Linked DNA regions of Mus musculus: region 1 is linked to region 2. Evidence: chromatin contacts called from public HiCAR-type data. All regions are on one chromosome and are shown on one strand. The core of a region is the stretch at or near the end of the contact, and the rest is flanking DNA. Distances in the headings are between cores, read along the strand shown. Region 1 overlaps Lrrk1 (leucine-rich repeat kinase 1). Region 2 holds the start of Tm2d3 (TM2 domain containing 3).

Region 1 (4,094 bases), core at 1,438-3,937, 610 kb after region 2:
CTGTAGACTAGAGGGACTATAAAGGCCTGAGACCAAAGATTCTTTTTTTTTTCTTGTATATTTTCTTCATTTACATTTCAAATGCTATCCCAAAAGTTTCCTAAACATCCCCCACCCACGCACTGCTCCCCTACCCACTCACTCCCACTTCTTGGCCCTGGCTTTCCCCTGTACTAGGGCATATAAGGTTTGCTAGACCAAGGGTCCTCTCTTCCCAATGATGGCCGACTAGGCCATCTTCTGCTACATATGCAGCTAGAGACACGTGCTCTGGGGGTACTGGTTAGTTCATATTGTTGTTTCACCCATAGGATTGCAGGCCCCTTCAGCTCTTGGGTACTTTCTCTAGCTCCTCCATTGGGGGCCCTGTGTTCCATCCAATAGATGACTGTGAGTATCCACTTCTGTATTTGCCAGGTACTGGCAAAGCCTCACAGGAGACAGCTATATCAGGGTCTGAGACCAAAGATTCTTAAGAGTCGTGGTTAGTGGTGTCTGCCTGGAGTACACAGAGCACCACTGGGTACTTCCTCCTTGGGCGGTGCCCAGAGAGACAAGACAATGGGTGACCTGATCTGCCTTAGCCACATGTCCTCAGAAGCCGAGGATGGGCTCCCTGGGGTCCGCACATAGGGAACTCATCCCTGTGTGCCTTGCCGTATTCAGGCCCACTGAGTGACCTCAGTTGTACAGTTTGGACCCCTTGGGATCTCCACACACACAATTCATCCACACGCTTTGCTGTATGCAGGCCTACGGGGTGGGGGTGGGGCTATTCCCTTGGAAGATGTCTTTCCTTAATGAGAGCAGCAGAGACACACCTTCACTTTTCTTGGTGACATGAACACAGATCCACCTACAATCTATGTGGCCCAAGAGACCCACCACATAGCTGTACCGCATTAAGCCCCCTGTGTGTTTCGGTTTCCCTTGTTGATGCCATGAGTCACCATGGCCAGAATGGTTGCCACCCTCTGCATTTCTATAAAAGCTTCCCCGAGTGATTAGCCCAGGGCCTGGGCTGGGATGTGAAGACCTCTGCTCAGTTCCCAATATGAAGAAAGAGACCAGGGGAAAACAGGAATTTTACAGAACATAGTGTTGAGATTCAACGCGTCTCCATCCCTCTTTGCTGGCTAAGCTATACTGCGAGGCGCTGGTGTGAGGGATAGCCTCAGAATAGGGAAGTGGTAAAATGGTAAGAAGGCGTGGCCAGTTAGCCACTGTGGGCACCAGTGACAAGGGTTCTCATTCAACAGCGCTTTAATTTCACCTAGCCATGAATACAAGTGGGTTTCTTCCTTCGTCCCATGCTTGCTTAGGGGAGCCTATGACTTGATAGCCCTTCTTTTCTGCGATACGCATGTTGAAGGGATGCTTGCTGTCTTTTGGCCTTCTGGATGATCTGAGCAGCTTGTCTGCGATTGCTAGGGGCTGCACCTGGGTGTTTAAACATGGTCTCATTTCCCAGGCAATGTGGTCTGTGAGTCACCACCAGGCCCTACAGGGAGTGCCCTAATGCTTTTGGTGAACAGTTAGCAATCCCTTGCTCTGGGTCTCACAGGGTCTTACAGCCTGCCTGAAGACTCTTAGAAGGCAGTGGTCCAGTGCTCAGGACACAAAGTCTCTCCTTAGAGTGGTGGCGCTCCGTGGGAATCTCTGGAGGCCAGATGGAGTCCATCTCTGGCAAGCGTCAGAGTTTTGACTGGGGCTGGAGCTCAGAGGTTGGGCACTTACGGACTGTATGTGAGACTCTAGGTTAATTCTCCACTACAGCCAAAAACAAAACAAACGTGCCACCGTGAGTGAAGTCCTGAGGGTCATTATTTTTGATGAGGAAGTTCTCTAAAAGGTCCATATGTTAAAGGAACAGTAAAGCTGGGCACTCTGGCTCTCAGAGTTACTGGTAGGTGGTGGAACCTTTTAGAGCTGGGGCCTGGGAGAGGTGTTCTGCTCACTGCTGGTGTGCCCACGAGGAGGATATTGGGGCCACATCTCTTCTGTTTCCCTGTTAGTTCAGGTCTTGGCTGTGAAGTGAACAGCTTTGCTCTCCCATGGTGCACTTCCCCACCACAGGCCCCAAAGCACTAAAACCAACATGGTGGGTTGTATACGGACTGATACTTCCCAAACCTTGTGCCAAGGCAAGGCGTTTTCACACTGGTTGTCTCTGGGTTTTTATTATGAATGAGAGGTAATGAAAAGCTGACTAAGGCAGGCAAACAAGCCCTTCCCTGGCACAGCTGTTTCCTGGTGACTATTCTCCTTCCTCTAACTTGGCTCAAGACCGCATGTCTTTGATGGCTCAACTAACCCTTCACTTTTTCTACTTATGTGTCTCACAAACTCGGAAAAAGCACATAGGTTCCCCAGGGTCCAGAGTGCTTTTTCTTACCACGGTGGACAGTGAGAAATGAAGTGCCATTGGACTCACGTCAAGCTGGAACAATCCCAGGGGCACCTCTTTCAGAGAGTTCTCAGAGAAATCTGCATCCCGAAGGTGGCTTTTCCAAAAGACAGCCATTTTGTCTGGCAGCGATTCCAGGGCATTTTTGGAGGCTTTACAACATTTCTAGGAGTTTGAGGGGAGGGGGAGAGTGGTAAGTAGATTTGTGAGTGTAGAGCTGCCCAGAAGTCTGTTTGTAAATCTGATGTCAGAAGTGAGGCTACTGGGACAGGGCTCTGTGACCACAGTGCAGAGTGAGGAAGAAGGCTTCCAATTCTCTGTCTGCTGTGTTGTCCTGTCCTGCAGGAGCAGGGAGAGAGTTTCCTAGGGGAGACAAACGTGCCTCATCGTCTTCCCTTGATCACCATCCGGTCCATTGTCCTGGGAAATAACGGACCGATTCAGAGCCACGCTCTCGGGAGTCAACTGCTTTCCCCAAGGACGCGGCCAAACTAGAAATGCTTAGTCTTTGGTTTGAAACCAACAGAAACAAAGCACAAATATTCCTTATGTCATTCATCCGTTTCAACCAGCCAGATTCCCAAGAAACAAAAACCTCATTTAGTCTGCAGAGCTCTGGATACAGGCCCCTGCTTCTTCTCACTTCTTTAGTGCTCTTGAGAACCGCACCCCTTTTGGCATTTGTGTTGGTATGCATGCGTATATCTGGGTTTGCATGTGTGCGTATGAGTGCATGTGTGCATATGCGTGCATGTGTGCGTTTGCGAGCATGTGGAGACCACAGGTTAATGTTGGGTGTCTGACCAGCCAACCAGGGACTCTCCTACCCCCACCTCTCAGTGCTGGGATTACAGGCAAGTGTTGCCATGCCTGTTTTTTTTTTTAAGTTTGTGACATGTATGTACGTATGTATACATGCTCACATGTGTGCTTGTGGAGGCCAGAGGTTGACATTAGGCCTCTTCCTCTGTTGTTCTCCACCTCAGTTACTAAGACCAGATCTCTCGCTTGAACTCAGAGCTGGGAAACATGGTTGGTCTCACTAGCTAGCTCACCCTAGGAGTCCTGCTTTGGGTGCTGGGCTTACATTTGACCACCATGTCTGCATAGCATTTAAATGGGGGCTGGGGACCCAACTACAGGTCCTTATGTGTGCATGGCAACCGCTTTACCCACTCAGACATCTTTCCAGACCCACACTCAGCTTTTACTGTGTGTGGATTCTTGGGGGTCAAACTCATGCTTGTGTGGCAGGCCCTTTACCAAAGTGAGCTATCTTCCATCCCTTGTGCCATCATCCCGTGCTTTACAAAACGTTGTAGCAGCTACTGTGTGTCCCTTAGGCTAACTGGCTTACAGGGTGACAGCCTGACTGAAACTGTGGACCTCTCTCCTCAGCTACAATGTAGAGGAACAGGAGAAGACGTGAGGATGTAGAGAGCGGCATACAAACTCGGCTGTGGCTTTCAGGATACAAACCAAAGGGCAGGACCAGGGATCCGGGAAGCTCTTCAGGTTGTTCCTGGAGACATTCAGAGAGGTGAGAGACTTGAAGGAGTGCATAAATTGGACAGGGAGCTCTGTCAGCCTGTTGTCAGCTAGATCGAGTTCTTGCAGCTTCCGCAGGCCGATCCAGTTAGTGGCTGTGGGGTGAAAAGAGTGTGCGTGGTCAAACATATCCCAGTCC
Region 2 (4,121 bases), core at 1,574-4,073:
TTCTGTTATGATAGAAACAAACCTCACGTTAGCTTATTGGAAGGTGCTAGGGTGACTGGTGACCTGAGAAGTTGGATTAATAGCCAAGCTATTGAGAGAGTGACCAGGGACTCAGCCTCACCAGGACCTCGTCTCTGTTTGCTTCCTGTTTTGCTCTGATCCTTTGGAATATCTTAATTCCACTTGTTTCTTCTTTCTGTATGGGAAGAAACACGGATGCAGGTTCCCACCTCTTCTCACAGTACGAGAGAGAACAGGCTTTCCCCACATCCTACAAAATTCTGGTTGGCTTGCTTGGATCCAGGCACGTGGTATTTCCTTAGTCATCAAAGAGTATAGGAAGAATCAGGTGTCTGTTAAAAAAGTTCCCTTCCAATTTGTGTTCCAAGACCTTAGTAGTGTGCTCTGAAGTGGATAGGAGAGGGGCTCAGACGCCACCCTTCCCCTCAATCATGCTCATGAGACTGGAATTCAGTAAGCAGTATTGAGGAGAAACTCGGGTGTGTATCAAATGACGTTAACTTATGGCAGGTAAATCACTCATTTAAAAATGTTTATTTCTCTTTCATTTCTACAGTGGTTGGCGAAAAGGAAAAGATCAACAATGCAGTAAATGTTCGAACAAGAGACAACAAAATTCATGGAGAAATATCAATAGCTTCCGTCATTGAAAAATTGAAGAACCTCAAAAAATCACGTACGCTAAATGCCGAGGAAGACTTCTGAAGGCTTCTCCTTGGGCTTCTATATAACCTTGTTTTGACTTCTGAAATGTATTTTCCCTGTCACTTAAGATATTAGTACTTCTAAGAACCCTAGGGCCACTTGTAGGGCTCTAATGAGTTCAACCTAAGAAGGAAAAGTGATTATTTGATATAAACAAAATTTTAATTTGTTGTGTTCTGAGACTAAATAGGAGAAGCTGGAGAAATTTGCAAGCTATCAAGACTCCAGAGACCTCAGTGATAAAATGGTGTCCATTCAAAGAGGGGAACACTAGCGAGAATTATCAGAAATCATGCTTTGTTTCTTTCTCAAAAGATGTGCTTCCAGCCTGGGGGCTGTAGCTTCGTGACCAGAGCATCCGCGTTGCATGTATGAGGCCTGAGCTCCATCCCCAGCAGCCACCACCTCTCACCCAACAATGACAGGAATAGGCTTTCAATAAAAGCCCATGGCCCTTTTGTAACATGGAGGGGAGATGTCTTATTTTCTAATACACACATCTCAGGTATTTTTATGGCTGCTTTACTAAAGTTCACACTGAAACTCATGCCCAAAGCTGGAATTGCTATTTCATTTAGTGTGCAATCATAAGAGAAGTACTAATATCCTGTTAGTGGCAAAGGACTATGAAACCTCAAAGAGATTTTGTACAATCTGTTATTTGCATTGTGAGTTAAGAGTTACAGTTTTAATGCTTCTAATCATAATTCATTATATTTATCTTTAGAAACACTAAAGTCCTAAATAAAATGCATCACATGGTGTTTCTAGAGCCTCGGTATGTTCCATTGTTGGACGCTTGCCTGGAGTTGAACCACTGCTTTCCTGGGGTGTTTCACTTGTATGTTGAATCGAGTATATTTCTGATTTTTTTTTTTTTAAATCAAGACTGGGTTTCACGATGTAGTTCTGGCTGGCCTAGAACTCACTGAGATTTGCCTGTCTGTGCCTCTGGACTGCATTTCTGATATATTTAAATTATTTTTATTTTGTGTGCATGGGTATTTTGTCTGTTGTCTGGGCACTGCAAGAGTGTCTTGTGCTTATAGAGGTCAGAAGAGGGTGCCAGATTCCTGGAACTGTAGTTCTGGGTGATTGTGAGCCGCAGGTGGGTGCAGGGAATCAAATCTAGGTCCTCTGGAAGAGCAGCCAGTGCTCCTAACTGCCGACTCAGCTCTCCAGACCCTGTAGTTCCGATTTCAACCTTATTGTCTTGGCACTTAATTAAAATACCGTTATGCCAAAGAGAAATTAGTTACAGATTTATTTCACTAGGTGCAGCAGAATTCAAATTAGATGCAGAGAAGCATCAGTCTTTGATATATTATTGATTCTCCTGAACATGAAGAGTGAAGCATCATAGATGAAACCAGTGTGAGGGTGTAGGGTGCGAATTGTAACCATTTTTAAAGCTAACATTTACTGCAGGATTGTTGTGCGCCGAACACCATTTCATGTACTTTTTCACTTATCAGATGTGCAAGTGGGAATTTGGGGACCCCAAAGTGCAAGTCAACAGAGAGAGACATACCAACAGCATGCTTCCTGAAGTATATGCCATAGAAACAACGTAGGTTGCAGAGAGCAGCTCCCCCTCCTCGAGGTTGCTCTCCTGGCCAGTTTGGGGTTGGACTCTGCTCCTACGTGAAAATTCCACACACTTGGCTCTTGTCCCAGGCCCTGAGACCTAACCTGTTTTTCCAGTCTCAGAGGAACTCTAAACTCCGCGTGTCCCCCAACAGGCTGTGGTAAAACCTAAGGCAGGAGCCCTGGGTCCTGGTGCATGGGACTCTTGGAGCTGCTTCCCTGGCTTCATGGGTCAGCGGAACTAAAATGGGCTAACCACATCGCATCACAACCGTTTCCCAGACTCCCAATGGAAAGAGAAGGGCATCTCTTCAAAGGCAGTGAGGGGCTATTCTGGTCCGAGCTACTTCCTGCTGCTGCGGGTCCCCAGTTTCATTCATTTCCCTTGGCCAACAGCACTCAGAGCACGGCGACAAGGAGACCACCCAACCTCCGAGCTGGGAAGCAATGACACCCGCCGGCGGCGCCCCGCAGCAGTGCGCCTGCGGGCCGCGCCCGGACACGCCCCCTTCGGCGCGCCCCCACCACAGCCCCGCCTCCTGGCCCGGAAGTGCGCACGCGCAGCGACAAAAATGGAGGCTGCGGCCGAGCCGCTGCGGTCTGTCCGCCACCTGTCCCGCGTGCTGCTTTTCCTGTCCCAGTGCTACATTCTGTCGGGAGATGGTGAGTTCAAGGCTGGGGGCCGCACCGGGTGAGCTGGTGGCAAGGGGGTCCCCGGAGCCGCAGGAGGCCGGCGACCGACGCCTGGGCGCCGCAGCCCGAGGCCGCAGCACTGCGCTCCAGCCCGCCCCGAAAACCGGTGTTCCCTGAGTCGGTAGCCCAGAACCCCAGTCGACCCCGTCATTTCCGTTTCTTGAGCCGTAGATGCCCAGTGCAGCCCCTACCTGTTAAGCACACAAACCAAGGGTATCCTATCCCATGATAACATGCCTTTCTAATTGTAGGATCCTTAAATTTAGAGCATTCGCAGCCGCTGGCTCAGGCAATAAAGGATCCGGGCCCAACACGTACATTCTCTGTAGTTCCCAGGGCAGCAGGTACTAGACGTTTTCTATTCTAGTAAATGTGCATATTTATAAGGAGTAGTTGCCCGCCCCCCTTTGTTTTCGATACAGGTTTCTTTAGTATAAGAAGTCGCCTTTTGGTTTTGGCTGTTAGATGTGGTGTTGTTTAGATATGTAAATTAAGGGCAGACAGCCGCTTTCAGTAGACAGTTTTGGTCTTTTTGAAATCTATGACTTACCTCTTCATCCAGCCTTACAGGACTCTTCGTTTCTGTTTATTTTTTATTTTCCACTCTCTTCCAGTTCTTTAGCCAGTACTGTTTTCCCTTGAGTTAAAAACCAACCAACCAAACACCGAACTCTACAATGCTTCCCTAATGTTATATGATGTGCTGGGTTAAGAAGGTTGGATAGATACCTGGAGGATAATCCGGGTGAGATCGGGCTTTGAGGGATCTTTGTTTCCTCACCTTTGCAGCCACTGTAGTTATCTTGATTTAAGGCCTTTTCAGCCTTGTGATTTGAACCTTCCAACCTCGGGCCACATGGAGATAGGAACAATAGTGGGAAATGGTATTTATAGCGTTAGCCACTTCATGTCACTTCCAAGTATTCCTGTTTTGCTAACTGTCCGCTAGCTCTTTAGGTTCATCTGTTTGGAGTCCTATTATTTCAGGGATTGGACTTGAAACTGGCAGAGGCATTTCACAGATTTTTATTTCGACGTATATACTAACACCAGTATTTTCTAGAATTGGAGGGCTGAGGGTGTTGTCATTTTTGTGGTGGGGGCGCGCCGAAGGG

Evidence for each region. HiCAR-type assays count read pairs that join an accessible place to other places.
Region 1: a HiCAR-type map of astrocytes shows a contact between it and region 2, with 3 times the contacts expected there. The contact joins the enhancer-like site here to the promoter of Tm2d3 in region 2. A contact is called at or near these places in 6 of 39 promoter capture datasets (embryonic stem cells, hippocampal neurons, liver and 2 more), 11 of 484 Hi-C or Micro-C datasets (the G1E-ER4 cell line, the N1E-115 cell line, cerebellar granule neurons and 8 more), 6 of 115 datasets of contacts at active chromatin or transcription factors (astrocytes, bone marrow-derived macrophages, embryonic stem cells and 3 more) and 1 of 9 other capture datasets (embryonic stem cells).

What each region holds. Positions count from the first base shown.
Region 1 is chr7:66,302,959-66,307,052 of GRCm38.p6, forward strand. Lrrk1 (leucine-rich repeat kinase 1) reads right to left here. Exons shown (of 34, transcript NM_146191.3): 9 at 3,887-4,050; 10 at 2,435-2,572. Among named protein-coding and RNA genes, the nearest start is that of Gm45989, 23 kb to the left of the region's middle. Within about 2 kb of position 2,688, at least 76 of the 459 cell types and tissues checked have an H3K27ac peak or open chromatin away from gene starts, as enhancers often do. A contact at or near this core is called in the G1E-ER4 cell line, astrocytes, bone marrow-derived macrophages and 1 more, where this site is marked.
Region 2 is chr7:65,690,594-65,694,714 of GRCm38.p6, forward strand. It overlaps Tm2d3 (TM2 domain containing 3), which reads left to right and starts at 2,824. Exons shown (of 5, transcript NM_026795.3): 1 at 2,824-2,976. The coding sequence starts at 2,886. Gm33234 (a long non-coding RNA gene) reads right to left here and starts at 2,849. Exons shown (of 2, transcript XR_391545.3): 1 at 2,258-2,849. Tarsl2 (threonyl-tRNA synthetase-like 2) reads left to right here. Exons shown (of 19, transcript NM_172310.2): 19 at 578-1,500. The coding sequence ends at 726.